2 separate regions of the Callithrix jacchus genome follow, and region 1 is linked to region 2. Evidence: chromatin contacts called from public Hi-C data. All regions are on one chromosome and are shown on one strand. Each heading gives the region's core, a stretch centred on a gene start, on an enhancer-like site or on the middle of the called end of the contact. The rest is flanking DNA. Distances are from core to core; before and after follow the strand shown. Region 1 overlaps ERC1 (ELKS/RAB6-interacting/CAST family member 1). Region 2 holds the start of LOC144577844.

What was found. Hi-C and Micro-C count contacts between places; a contact is called where the count stands out from the background.
Region 1: a contact with region 2 is called in a Hi-C map of induced pluripotent stem cells, with 1.9 times the contacts expected there. The contact joins the enhancer-like site here to the promoter of LOC144577844 in region 2. A contact is called at or near these places in 2 of 3 Hi-C or Micro-C datasets (induced pluripotent stem cells and skeletal muscle).

Annotation. Positions count from the first base shown.
Region 1 is chr9:14,259,195-14,266,061 of calJac240_pri, reverse strand. It overlaps ERC1 (ELKS/RAB6-interacting/CAST family member 1), which reads right to left. Exons shown (of 17, transcript XR_013522502.1): 2 at 4,978-5,394. Among named protein-coding and RNA genes, the nearest start is that of ERC1, 62 kb to the right of the region's middle. Within about 2 kb of position 5,376, at least 2 of the 16 cell types and tissues checked have an H3K27ac peak or open chromatin away from gene starts, as enhancers often do.
Region 2 is chr9:14,160,749-14,167,368 of calJac240_pri, reverse strand. LOC144577844 reads right to left here and starts at 2,319. Exons shown (of 3, transcript XR_013522508.1): 1 at 1,439-2,319. It overlaps LOC144577845, which reads right to left. Exons shown (of 3, transcript XM_078338400.1): 2 at 4,251-4,376; 3 at 3,550-3,713. The coding sequence ends at 3,672.

The sequences.
Region 1 (6,867 bases), core at 4,127-6,626, 96 kb before region 2:
CCAACATGGTGAAACCTCGTCTCTACTAAAAATACAAAAATTAGCCAGGTGTGGTGGCAGGAACCTGTAATCCCAACTACTCAGGATGCTGAGGCAGGAGAATCGCTTGAACCAGGGAGCAGGAGGTTGCAGTGAGCCAAGATTGCACCAACTGCACTCCAGCCTGGGTGACAAAGATTTTATCTCAAAAAAAAAAAAAAAAAACTTTTTCTTTTTAAATTCCGCCTATTTGTTGTTTATATATATGTTTCTTTTTTTTCTCCAATCTCCTCTGTTTATACCTTCCAACTACCAATAATACTGACAAGCAGTCCTCAGATATGCTAGTTTAGATTCAGAATTCCCCAGCCTAGAACATATTCAAATATTTGCACTTTTAATCTCAAAGATTTTTGCAAACCTAACATGATAGCAGTTGTACTAATATGGCTTGTTGATTAAAACAGAGACAAAAAAAACTAGGAGACTGCAATAATGTTTTAAAACAGAGTTGCATTTTATTAATCACAATAGCATCTACTGGTATTTAAATAGGTAGGAGCAAATACTGAAATATATTATTTAGTTGGCCTATAGACAATGTTTGGTATGCATATGAATTGAAAACATAAAAATTCCACAGCTAACTTAGGACAGTATCCTCTGTTAACAGACTGAAAACCAGAGTTGGGGCCTCAAGTGTTGGTGTTTAACAGAATCACCCTGTCAAGCTGCCAGCACTACCCAAGTTTTGTCTGTATTTCAGCATTTGTCCAGTAGATGTCCCCACTCTTCTAGCAAATGAAAGCTACAGCAAAATAATACAAAATCTAATAAGCAGTCACACAACAATGTGATTTGAGTACAAACAAAAAATACAATGCTTAATTGAAATCTTACTTTTTATCTTTCCACTTTTTTGAGGGGAGAATTATTTACCTGCTATCTACAAAATCATGTTGATCAAGAAAATACAGGCAAGAGAGCAAGGCTCTGTCTCAAAAAAAAAAAGGTAAAATTACACATGTCAATAGCTACAAATGCCATTTTAACGCTACCTTATTTCATCAAACCTGATTATAAGATGCCACTGATTATAAGACATACTATTATACATGCTGAAAAGAAATAGGGGAAATGCCTCCAAATAAATCATGGCAGAAAACTTTATCATTTGGGGGTTTGTGTGTTTGTTTGCTTGTTTGTTTTCGAGGCAGAGTGTCACTATGTTGCCCAGGATGGAGTGCATTGGTGCAATCCCCGCTCACCGCAACCTCTGCCTTCCGGGTTCAAGTGAATCTCCTGCCTCAGCCTCCCGAGCAGCTGGGATTACAGACGTGTAACCACACCCAGCTAATGTTTGTATTTTTAGTAGAGAAGGGGTTTTGCCCTATTGCCTAGGCTGGTCTCAAACTCCTGGCCTCAGGTGATACCCCTGCCTTGGCCTCCCAAAATGCTGGTATTACAGGAATAAGTCAATGCACCCGGCCTAGAATTTTTACTTAATACTGATTGCAAGAGTTAGCTTTTTAAAACTTATTTAAACAGAGTTTAATCATATATCATCATAAACTGTCTTCATAACTTTCTCCATACCCAGCAATTTCCTTTCAATGCTGATTCACAGAATATTCACATAGACACATTGAACGACAAAGCTAACATGGGAAATACCAACAATGTTCATACCTCAGCTGAGATGACAACAAAATGAATGGCCATGGTTATTATATCTGTGAATACACAGAGAAACAAATACCAGGACTGCTGCTTTGCTGATAGAAACTGTTAAGATGAAACCAAGTATTAAGACTTAACTCGGCCAGGCGCGGTGGCTCAAGCCTGTAATCCCAGCACTTTGGGAGGCCGAGGCGGGTGGATCACGAGGTCAAGAGATCGAGACCATCCTGGTCAACATGGTGAAACCCCGTCTCTACTAAATATACAAAAAATTAGCTGGGCACGGTGGCGTGTGCCTGTAATCCCAGCTACTCAGGAGGCTGAGGCAGAAGAATTGCCTGAACCCAGGACGCGGAGGTTGCGGTGAGCCGAGATCGCACCATTGCACTCCAGCCTGGGTAACAAAAGCAAAACTCCGTCTCAAAAAAAAAAAAAAGACTTAACTCAATTTCATTGTTAAAATAGGGAAAGCTGTGACCTTTAGAACTGATTAGATGCCAATTTTTTAAAAGATGGACAATAATTCAATAAATAATGAAATTTTTGGATACCCTAACACTACTAGCCCATAATTCTTCTGCTTCTGGATACGCCAGTGATATTCTGTACATCTCCAGCAGTCATTTCAAGTCCCTACTCCCTAACCTAGATTACAGCAGTTAAATTACTCCCTTGTTCATTCTTGTCTCTCCTTCCTCCATTTATTCTCAGCACAACCAGAGTAAATTTTAAAAGCTAAATCAGATTGTGTCACTCCCTTAATTAAACATTCAAATGGTTTTCTCTCCCATTTTGAATAAAATTGTTGCATTATCTGCAAGAACCATAAAGACAGGTACTTTTCCTCAAAGACAGCATGGATTTTGTTTTGTTTGCTGCTATATCCTTAGTGTTGTGCACATGGCTGATTCCAAGAAACATGTGATGTGAATCTGACTCTGGCTACCTCTCCAACTTCACATCTCATTAAGTCTTCCCCTTACAGTATATTCTTGCCCTCCAGCCTCCCTCCTGTTTCCTCAAAACTCCTTCCTACAAGGCCTTTGAAACTGCTAGTACTTCTTCATGACATGATTTTACTCAAATGCTCAGCAAAGCTGGCTTCTCTTCAGATCTCAACTGAAAGGGCACCTCCTAAAGGACACTTACCCTATTACAAAATCCCCTTCCCAACATAACACTCCACCCAGAAAGTCTTATTGAACAGTGCTGATGCCCAGTATTCCACCTTTGCAAGAGAAAAAAAGAAACAGAAATAATGAAGGAATGTATAAATAATAAAAATAGGGGTCGGGTGCAGTGGCTCACGCCTATAATCCCAGCACTTTGGGAGGCCGAGGCGGGTGGATCACAAGGTCAAGAGATCGAGACCATTCTGGTCAACATAGTGAAACCCTGTCTCTACTTAAAATACAAAAAATTAGCTAGGCATGGTGGCGCGGGCCTGTAATCCCAGCTACTCAGGAGGCTGAGGCAGGAGAATTGCCTGAACCCAGGAGGTGGAAGTTGCAGTGAGTCGAGATCGCGCAATTGCACTCCAGCCTGGGTAACAAGAGCAAAACTCTGTCTCAAAAAATAAATAAATAAAATAAAAATGGGGCTGGGCACAGTAGCTCAAGCCTGTAATCCCAGCACTCTGGGAGGCAGAAGCAGGCAGACCACCTGAGGTCAGTAGTTTGAGACCAGCCTGGCCAACATGGTGAAACCCTGTCTTTACTAAAAATACAAAAGTTAGCTGGCACGCACCTATATTCCCAGCTACTTGGGAAGCAGAGACAAGAGAATCGCTTGAACCCGGGAGGCGGAGATTACAGTGATCCAAGATTATACCACTGCACTCCAGCCTGGAACAGAGCAAAACTCTGTCTCAAAAATAATAATAATAATAATAATAATAATAAAGGGCCAGGTATGGGCGTACTGCCTGTAATCCCAGTACTTTGGGAAGCCAAGGTGGGAGGATTGCTTGAGGCCAGGAATTCAATACCAGCCTAGGAAACATAGAGACTGTCTCTACAAAAATTTTTTTTTTATTTTAAAAACTACATGGCATGCACCTGTAGACCTAGCTACAGGGAGGCTAAGGCAGAAGGCTCGCTTAAGTCCAGGAGTTCAAGGCTGCAGTGAGCCATGATTGTGCCACTGTACTCCAGTCTAGGTGACAGAGTGAGACCCTATCTCTAAAAATAAAAATTTAAAATTAAAAAAAAAAATGACTGGAAGCATACATATAACAAAAGTTAACGATTATTACTAGGTAGCAATACCTTGGATTATAAGTTTTTATTAATCTATTTCCTAATTTTACAATAGATTTCCAGTGTAATAAAATCATGTTTTTAAAAAACAATTATGCTCTACTTCAAAAATAAAAATGGCCCTCATTGTAAATAAATATTTCAGACTTTTGACAAAAGGAAAAATTATAGAACAACCTATAAACTTAAAAGTATTTTTTCAATTATTATTTTGCTGCTTTGGGAATATGCCATTTTTTTAACCTCCTTCTTCACATTTCATTTAAAAGAAATTATTCAGACTCATACTAACACAAATTGGGGTTTTATTTTCCCCTGCCCAAATGTGAAAATTATCTGAAGTCTGACCATATATAGAAAAATCATGGCTATTAATTTTTTTAATTCAATATAAGATGATTTCTTCCTTTATGTCTTCTTAAAATGATACATTATTTAGAAAAATAAAAAATTATCACTAGTCACCCAGGTCAGCTAAAAATAAGTAACACCGTGTCTCTAAGTAACACCGTGTCTCTACATCACTCTTTCCAGCTATGCCTCCATGGCAGCCAATGCTTTTTATCACGTATCTTTTACAGCAAGGCAACAGTTTCCATGGAAACCACAGGGCAAATATCCATTATTGCTGCCAAGGACTTTTATAAGCAAACATAAGCTGAGATAACTGCTTACACTCTTTTATTAATATTTTTAAACTGAGCAATAGCTACTCTGATTCTGGTTTTGTTGTGTTTGTTGTCTCTATGGACAAATCTAGAAATGAGTGAAAAATGAAGAAAATTCTGTACCCCTCTAAGCAACAAAAGAACTCTCGAAATCAGGGGAGCAGGAGAGAAAAGACCCAGAAAGTCACTAAGCCAGCATACATACCAGACAATGTCATCCCATACAACAGAGCAAATCAGAATAGAAATCAGTGACGCACTTAAATACAAAAGATGAAATTCTCTTCCACTAGCAGAGCAGAGTATGTACATTAATCGGGGCCAAGATGCTGATTAATCAGGAAAAAAAAAGACAATCAATAAATCATAAAAATAAAAAAGTAGTCACATACCTCTCTCAACATATTGTTCTCTTTTTCCTTCTGTTCTAAAAGGCTTTCTAGGTGGTGAACGTGCATCTCTGCCTCTGCCAGTCGTCTTGTTCTCTCATGGTCTTCCTCAGTAGCCTTGGCAGAAAGTCCTTTGCTCTGCAACATCTCCAGAAGCTTCTTGATGGATTCATCCCTAGCATTTAGGGTCTGCTTTTGAGTCTCAATACGCAGCTCCATTTCCTCCAATGTCTTTCGAAGAAGAAATAGCTCTTTGGCCTGCCGCTCATGCTCAGCATGAAGCCTCTGAAAGTTCTCCTCCGTCAGCTCTGCTACACAAGGTTCGCCAGTCCTACTGCTACTATCTTGCTGAAACAGCTGATTCAGGTCCCTCTGGATCCGCAATTCATCCTGAAGAGCCTGGATCGTCATCTGCATGTGCTAGAACCAAGACAAAAAGAAAACCCCAAATCAGCTTTCCTCCTCAAGTAGCAAATCAGAGCAGACTGCAGGAATCAAAAATAGCTACAAGAAATCTGCATCTAGCAAATTAGAATTCACCTTATTCTGTTTTACAGGTCCTTAAAAAATGATTGAGATAATAGGCAAAATGTCAGTAATTTAACTTGGGTTTATTCCCAACAGAGAGCAAAACAGTATGGCACTCCTCACTTTGCATAAATGATAATAAAAACACTGTTCAAAATTAATAGAAGGTATTACACAGAAACTAAAGTTGAGTGAATGCAGGAAATGGGAAATCTACAGGAATATGAATACATTCATTCAAAAAATTTCATCCAAAAATACAAAGGGTGGCCAGGCATGCGGGCTCACACCAGTAATCCCAGCACTTTCAGGGGCCGAGGCAGGCAGATCACCTGAGGCCAGGAGTTCAAGACCAGACTGGTCAACTTGATAAAACCCCATTTCTACTAAAAGTACAAAAATTGGTTGGGCGCAGTGGCTCATACCTGTAATCCTAGCACTTTGGGAGGCCAAGGCAATCAGATCTCGAGGTCAGGAGTTTGAGATCAGCCTGGCCAACATGGTGAAACCCCATCTCTACTAAAAATATAAAAATTAGTCAGGCATGGTAGCACGCACCTATAATCCCAACTACTCCGGAGGCTGAAGCAGAATAATTGCTTGAACTTGGGAGGTGGAGTTTGCAGTGAGCCAAGATCAGGCCACTGCACTCCAGCCTGGGTGACAAAGCAAGACTCTGTCTCGAAAAGAAAAAATAGCAAAGCATAGAAAAACACAAAATGACTTTTAAGTATTATAAACATTAAATAATAAATATTAACATTTAACAAGTGGTTTGTATATGCCAGATTGTGCCACACATTTTTATGTTATTCAATCTTCATGATGACACATGATGACCTTTATTATTTTACTGTAGTAAAACCCTTAATGTGACATCTACTCTAACAACTTTTAAGTGTACAATACATTATCACTGCCGACAGGTACAATGTTGTACATCAAATCTCTAGAGCTTATTCATCTTAACCAAAAGTTTATGCCCATTGATTAGTAATTCTCTATTTCCCCCCATCCCCGGCAACTACCATTACACTTTTTGATTCTGTGAATTTAACTATTTTAGAAACCCAACACATGTACTATTGCTTAATTTTATAGATAAGGGCACTAGGCTGAGAGAGGTATAAGCACTTGCCCCAGATCACACAGTAAGTTATAGAGCTGGCATTCAAAGCAATCCTTGCAGCCCACTGAAACTAGAACCAAGACAAAAAGAAAACCAAATTTTGCTACTACAGGAGCTACCGTAGTAACAAAAACAGAGCAGACTGAGGACATCAAAACTAGTAATATCCAAAGATGATAATACAGCAAAGTTTTTTTTTTTAGTTAGAATATGCAAAGCTTTTTATACAGGGGACA
Region 2 (6,620 bases), core at 1,070-3,569:
ATGAATTTTGAGAGCTATGTCTACTGCCATCCATTACATAATACATGTCATCGTGGGACCTGTTTTCTGAAGAAGAAATAGCTTAACTGACACTAACCAATAAGAAGGGCTAGTGAATACTGTAATCTAACAGGGAGCGGGAATCCAGAAAAGAAACCTCTGATTCACAGTGCTGAGCTGTGAAAGAGTGATATGGAGAACCTTGGCGCTGCTTACTCATAGCAACATTTCCACACGAAGTGAGACACATGCCCCCCAAATGTTTTCAAAGTACTTGACTCCAAGAACAGTTCTCAGAAATTGACGGGCCTACGAAAAAAAGTTTATTTCATCTTTAAAGTGTTTTAATACAGACTGCAATTAATATAACTGCAAAGGAGAAATAAAAATGCAACGATTTATGTGTTTAGACTATACGAGGTTCCATGGCAAAATTATTTAAAAAGAAAAAAAAATCCAACAATTTAACATTGAATACAAAATGTCTAAAAGTCAAGGTCTACTGAGCAACACGCTGTTAAGACGGTTGTACTTTAAAACATTTAAGCATTTTTCCTGTAATTAGCTCCAACAGAACTGTTCAAATTGTTCACTTTATCCACCCAAAGCAGTCATCCACAACCACCTGCAACTATTACTCAGAAATGTGTCTTCCAAAGCAACCACCTGAGTCTGGGGCCTTCTCGAAAGGGTCAATAAAGCCTAAGTATAAAGAGATATTTTAGGCACAGGGAAAAAAACAAAACAAACAAAAACTGGAAGACACCACCTTGAAGGAGCTAAGTGTAATGCGACCTATACCCAAATGGTGGGTGCCAGAACCAAGTTGTCTAAATCGAAGATCTCCCTCTTGGGTGTAAAACTTTCAGATCCATCCACGCTTACAATTTACCTGAGCCAAAGCAAGAGGATTGTCTTCCCTCTCCCACCTCCTCTCCCACCCCGCCAGAAGAAAAAGAATCGAACCCTAAAGTAGAAACGTGAGATCTAGTGCAATAGGTTCTCCAACTGCCTCAAAGGCAAACATGCAAGGCTCATCTTCCTTTTGAAATACAACACTTCATCTTTTATCTCACCATTTCATCAAAATGAAAAGAATCATCTTCATTTTACATCACTCACCTAACCCACAGATCCACCCTGACCGCACCCTAACCTCAAGGCTCCCTAATTTACCCGTCTCCCCACTACCTCGTCCGCAGTCTCACGACTCCTAAGCCTCCCACCCCTCGCTCCCAGAGTACCCAGAGCCCCTGTTCCCCGCCTCCCACCTCCCGCCCGGGGCTCCCCACATCTACCGCCTCGGCTCCCGCCCAATCCCAGAGCCTGGCTGGGTGGAGCCCGCGGGTGGGCGCCGGTGGTCCACGGGTCTGGGTGGGGCCGGCCCCTCCTCACCCTCGGGGCTGGCGAGGAGGGGGAGAGGGTCCCGAAGCCTCACCTACAGCTCCGCCCCTCCCTGGGGGCGCGCTGCCCTGCCCTGCCCAGCCCAGCCCAGCTCGGGCCGTGAGCAAGAAGCCGGGTAGGAAAGGCGAAAGCCTCAGCGCTAGCGACAGGGTGGAAGCTCTGGGTCCCGCGCGACTTCCGCACTGCCGCCGCTGCGGCCGTCTCACCCTCCTCGGGGCTGCCGCTGCTGCTGCCGCTGCCGCCCCGGCGCCGCCGCCGCCGCCACCACTACCACCACCGCCGCCGCCACAGCCACAGCACTGCCCGGGCGCCCGCGACGTCACTGTGCCCCGCCCCCTGCGCGAGACACCTAGTCCCGCCCTCAGCCCCGCCGCGGGACGCCGCGCGCCTCCCCGGGCTCCTGGCCTCGCTGCCTCGCTTTTTCTCAGCCCCCCGGGAGTGTGACGCGTCGGCCTGGGGACCTCCGGGCGCCTTCCGGGGCACGCCGGTGAGGGGCTGGGAAGCGGGGAAGATTCGGCGCCACGGTGGTGGATCGGTACCGAAACAGAACGATGGGCGCTTAGCGTCCTTGCGTACACACACACACTCTCACACACGACCCCTGAGGCCAAGGAAGGGAAGAGCCGGGGCCGGCTCTGCGAGCGCAGGGTGTTGTTTGTCTCCTCCTGCTTGCCGTAGGAAGTGGACGCTGGAAGCCGAGGAGCAGCGTCTTGTCTTCCCAAACCTAAGCGGCGCCCCACCCCCTTCTCGTGGCCCGTTACCCACGCCCGTGGCCGCAAGCGCAGCGGGAGCAGTGCTGGGATCATTCCGAGCTACCGGGTTAACGCTTTGTGCCAAGGAAGCTTTTTCCCCCTTAGCTTCGCAGAGCGTGGCCACGAAGTTAGTGGTCATCTGACCTGAGATGTGCGGGAGTGCGCACACGGGCATCGTCGAGGACCCCAGTACTGGACGTCGTGTTCTGTGGTGACCCGACCAGGACGTGGGGAGCGTGGGCGGAAATTAGTGTCCACGCTCCGACCGTGCACTGTGCCAAACACTGCTTCGGGAGCTGTTTATTTAGCCTCCGACAGCTAGGCGAGGGGGCGGGCAGCTGAGTCCTAGAGTCTGGCAACCCGATTTTCTCGTGCAGACTCGCAGCGGGTTTTGTTTTTTGTTTTGTGTGTGTGTGTGTGGTTTTTTTTTTTTTTTTGCAGCCATGCAGAGGGTAGCCATTAATGTAAGAATGTAGATAAGCTATCTCTAAACCAAGAAAGAACGGTGTGAATTATATTTATTCCCAGCCTTCCAGTGTTTTATTAAAATAATTTTTGGTGTCCTTGAGAGGAGTTACGACATCATTTTACTCCTGCTTACCCCAACCACCATAATTAGCCACTTTATGTTGCCTCATAATCCCTCCAACAAATTCCAGTCGCTCCTCAGCGTTCACATTCATTCACTCACCAGTTTCTACTGTTTCATCCTGCCCGGACTCTGTAATTGTTCGCTCCCAGGATCGACTCTCACTTGGATCGTTGCAGTTCCTGGGCCTGCTGTCATCTCCCCCTACAGTACTTCCTGCATATGACTACCAACTGTTAGACGATGTGCTGCCAGACCAGCATTTCATTTCTTGGACATCCGGCTAATTACCCAGGAAAAGTCATCCTTTAACTATTTTTCATGACCTTTCTCATCTGACTCGCGGTCCCCCCATCTTGTTACTCCCTAACAGTGTGGTAAGGTAAGAGAAAAGTTAACTAGGAGTCAATAGATCTTTCTGTTCTCAATATCCCACTGTCTACTTGTGTGGCCTCGGGCAAATCATTCTAATTCTGGTCTTACTTAACTGTAAAGTGAGGTTTGAAGTAGGTGTCTGAAATACATGGTGTCCTTAATATGTGGATCTGGAGAGTCACGTTACTAAGCACTAAGGTAAACACAGAAATACTGTCCTAACACCGATTCAGATTTTTATTTTTTGCCACCACACTGGCAAAAAATATAATTTCCCACCCTGCTCCAGATATCTTTTTTAAAACCTACATTTAGGATTTTTGATTAAAGCTAGCTAACTGAGCACATATATTTACTGCCTCTTCTTCCTGAAAACCAATTAAATGATGATAAATGAAAATGATACAAGATAGAAAATCAGGAGGGGGCCATCAGAAGATAGTTTTTTTAATTGACATGAAAAAAAAGTAAGTGTGGTCTGACAAAATAAAATGGAGAAAACCATAATGTAGAATGGGTGTAGATGGTATTGCAGAAATGAAGGAGACATATCAGCCCAGAAGTGCTTTAGGGAAACTGCGATTTGGAGATACCTATAAGACAGAGCAAGAGTGAGAAGCAGGGTTGAGAACAGGTAGAGTAAATAAAGGTCTGTACAAGGAAGAGCAGAACCCTCCCTATAGCTCAGAAACAATGTCTAGGCATTTGTCGCAGGCTAAAATTAAGCATTCTCATAATCTGGGGAGATTTGGGACAACTGAGTATTGAATGGCCTAAGACTAAAGCATTCTTTATCCTAGCACAGTAGCTGGTTTCCTACCCACTCCTACTTCACTTGAAAGTGAAGTTGGGCAGGTCGACAGGAAATTCCTGCTATGGTTTGGATATGTTTTTTTTTTTTTTTTTTTTTTTTTTTTTTGTCTCCACCAAATCTCATGTTGATATTTTATCCCAAGTGTGATAGTCTTGGGAGGTGGGGCCTGGTAGAAGGTGTTTGGGTCATGGGGGCAGATTCTTCATGAATGACTTGGTGTCATTCTTGCAGTAGTGAGTTCTCACACTTGCAAAACTACATTGATTATCAGGAAAATTGATTTGTTCCTTCGGTTTGTTGTAAAACCAGGACTCACCTCGGGTTTGATCTCTCTTTGCATGTGCACAGACACTTTCCCTTGATCTCCTCCACCATGTTTTGATGCAGCACAAAAGCCCTCACCAGAACTGAGCAGATGCCTCTGTCTTGCTTCTTGTACAGCCTGCAGAATCATGAGCTAAATAAACACGTTTTCTTTATAAATTACCCAGCCACGGGCATACCTTTATAGCAACATAAAATAGACTAAGACATCTCCCAAGGTCACAAGACTCCTCATCAGCATTCCAACTGCCTCATCTTATATATGAACAGACAACTAAGAATTATTAGATATTTAAGAGAAGTCTCATCCAAGTCACAGCACCAGAAGAAAAAGAAAAAGAATTCTTCTATGTGGAGTGTCGGGGAGATAAACAGAAACTTCAGAGATTTTAGAAAACCTAACTAGTATGCTGGCATACACGGATGAAGTAACATCCAAGATTTAAAAGTAGATCTTGGCCGGGCACAGTGGCTCATGCCTATAATCCCAGCACTTTAGGAGGCCAAGGTGGGCAGATCACCTGAGGTCAGGAGTTCAAGACCAGCCTGGCCAACATGGCGAAACCCTAACTCTACTAAAAATACCAAAATTTGCCTGGCATGGTGGCAGATGCCTGTAATCCCAGCTACCCAGGGGCTAAGGCAGGAGAATTACTAGAACTCGTGGGGCAGAGGCTGCAGTGAGCCAAGATTGCACCACCGTACTTCAGCCTGGGCCACAGAGCAAGACTCTGTCTCAAAAAAGTAGATCTTGAAATGTAAGAAATTGGCCAAATTATAAATTTAATTAAAGTATTGAAAGATAAAGTCACTGAACTTTAAAAAAAAAAAAAAATAGAAGCCTGGGGAACATAGTGAGACCCCATCTCTATAAAAATTTTTAAAACTTAGCCAGGTATGGTGATGAACACCTGTGGTCCTAGCTACTCAGGAGGCTGAGGCAGGAGAATCGCTTGAACCCAGGAGGCAGAGGTTGCAGTGATCCGAGATTGCATCATTGCACTCCAGCCTGTGTGACAGAGCAAGACTCCATCTCAAAAAAAAAAAAAAAAAAAAAGTCTGGGCACAGTGACTCACGCCTGTAATCCCAGCACTTTGGGAGGCCAAGGCAGGCAGATCACCTGAGGTCTGGAGTTCAAGATCAGCCTGGCCAACACGGCAAAAACCCATCTCTACTAAAAATACAAAAATTAGCCAGGCGTGGTAACAGGCACCTGTAATCGCAGCTACTCAGGTGGCTGAGGCAGGAGAATCACCTGAACCCAGGAGACAGAGGTTACAGTGAGCCGAGATTGCACCATTGCACTCTAGCCTGGGCAACAAGAGCAAAACTCCATCTCAAAAAATAAAAACTTAAGAAAAGTTTTTTAAAAAGAGTCACTTAAACATGTGCTCAAGCAAAATGAGGGAGAAATCAGGGTATCTGACAACATCCAGTAATCACTAGATCCAATTCAGGAAAACAATCTAAGTTAGTTCTTGGAAGTTCCAATCTAACTAAGTTAGATTGGAACAGAAGGATAGAAGTTGTGGGAGAGAAAACTCCTGAAAAAGAGAAAATTTAACAGAATAATTGGTTATTATGATTTTAAAAAAAAAAGAATATGCTGCTTTTAGGGGTTTCAACTTTTACACCCAACCCATTAACTAACTGTAGATAATCTTGCTATCATTAAAACAGTTTAGGCCAGACACAGTAGGTAGCTTACATCTGTAATACCAGCACTTTTGGATGCTGAGACGGGTAAATCATTAGAGGACAGGAATAACAGACTACCCCAGGCAACACAGCAAAATGCTGTCTCTACAAAAAACTTAAAAAATCAGCTGGGCATGGTGGCACACACCTGTAGTCCTTAGTTACTTGGGAGGCTAAGATGGGAAGATCCCTTGAGCCCAGGAGTTCAAGGCTGCATTGTACTATAATGGCACCATTCTCTAGCCAGGGCAACAGAGCAAGACCCTGTCTCAAAAATAAAAACAAAAAACAGGCTGGGTGGGGTGGCTCACTCCTGTAACCTCAGCACTTTGGGAAGCTGAGGCAGGAGGACTGCTTGAGCCCGGGAATTCAAAGCCATCCTGGGCAACAAAGTGAGATACTGTCTCTATTTAAAAAAAAAAAGTGGTGCTTGAACAATTGTATTTCACATGCAAAAGAGTGAACCTAAACCCCTACCTCACATACATAAAAATTAATTCAAAATGAATCAAAGACCTAAATGGAAAGCTAAAACTGAAATACTCATAGAAGAAAATACAGGTATAAATCATGACTTTGGATTAGGCAATAGTTTCTTAGCTGAGACCAAAAGCACAAGTAACAACAGAAAAAAATTAATTGAGGCCAGGTGCAGTGGCTCAT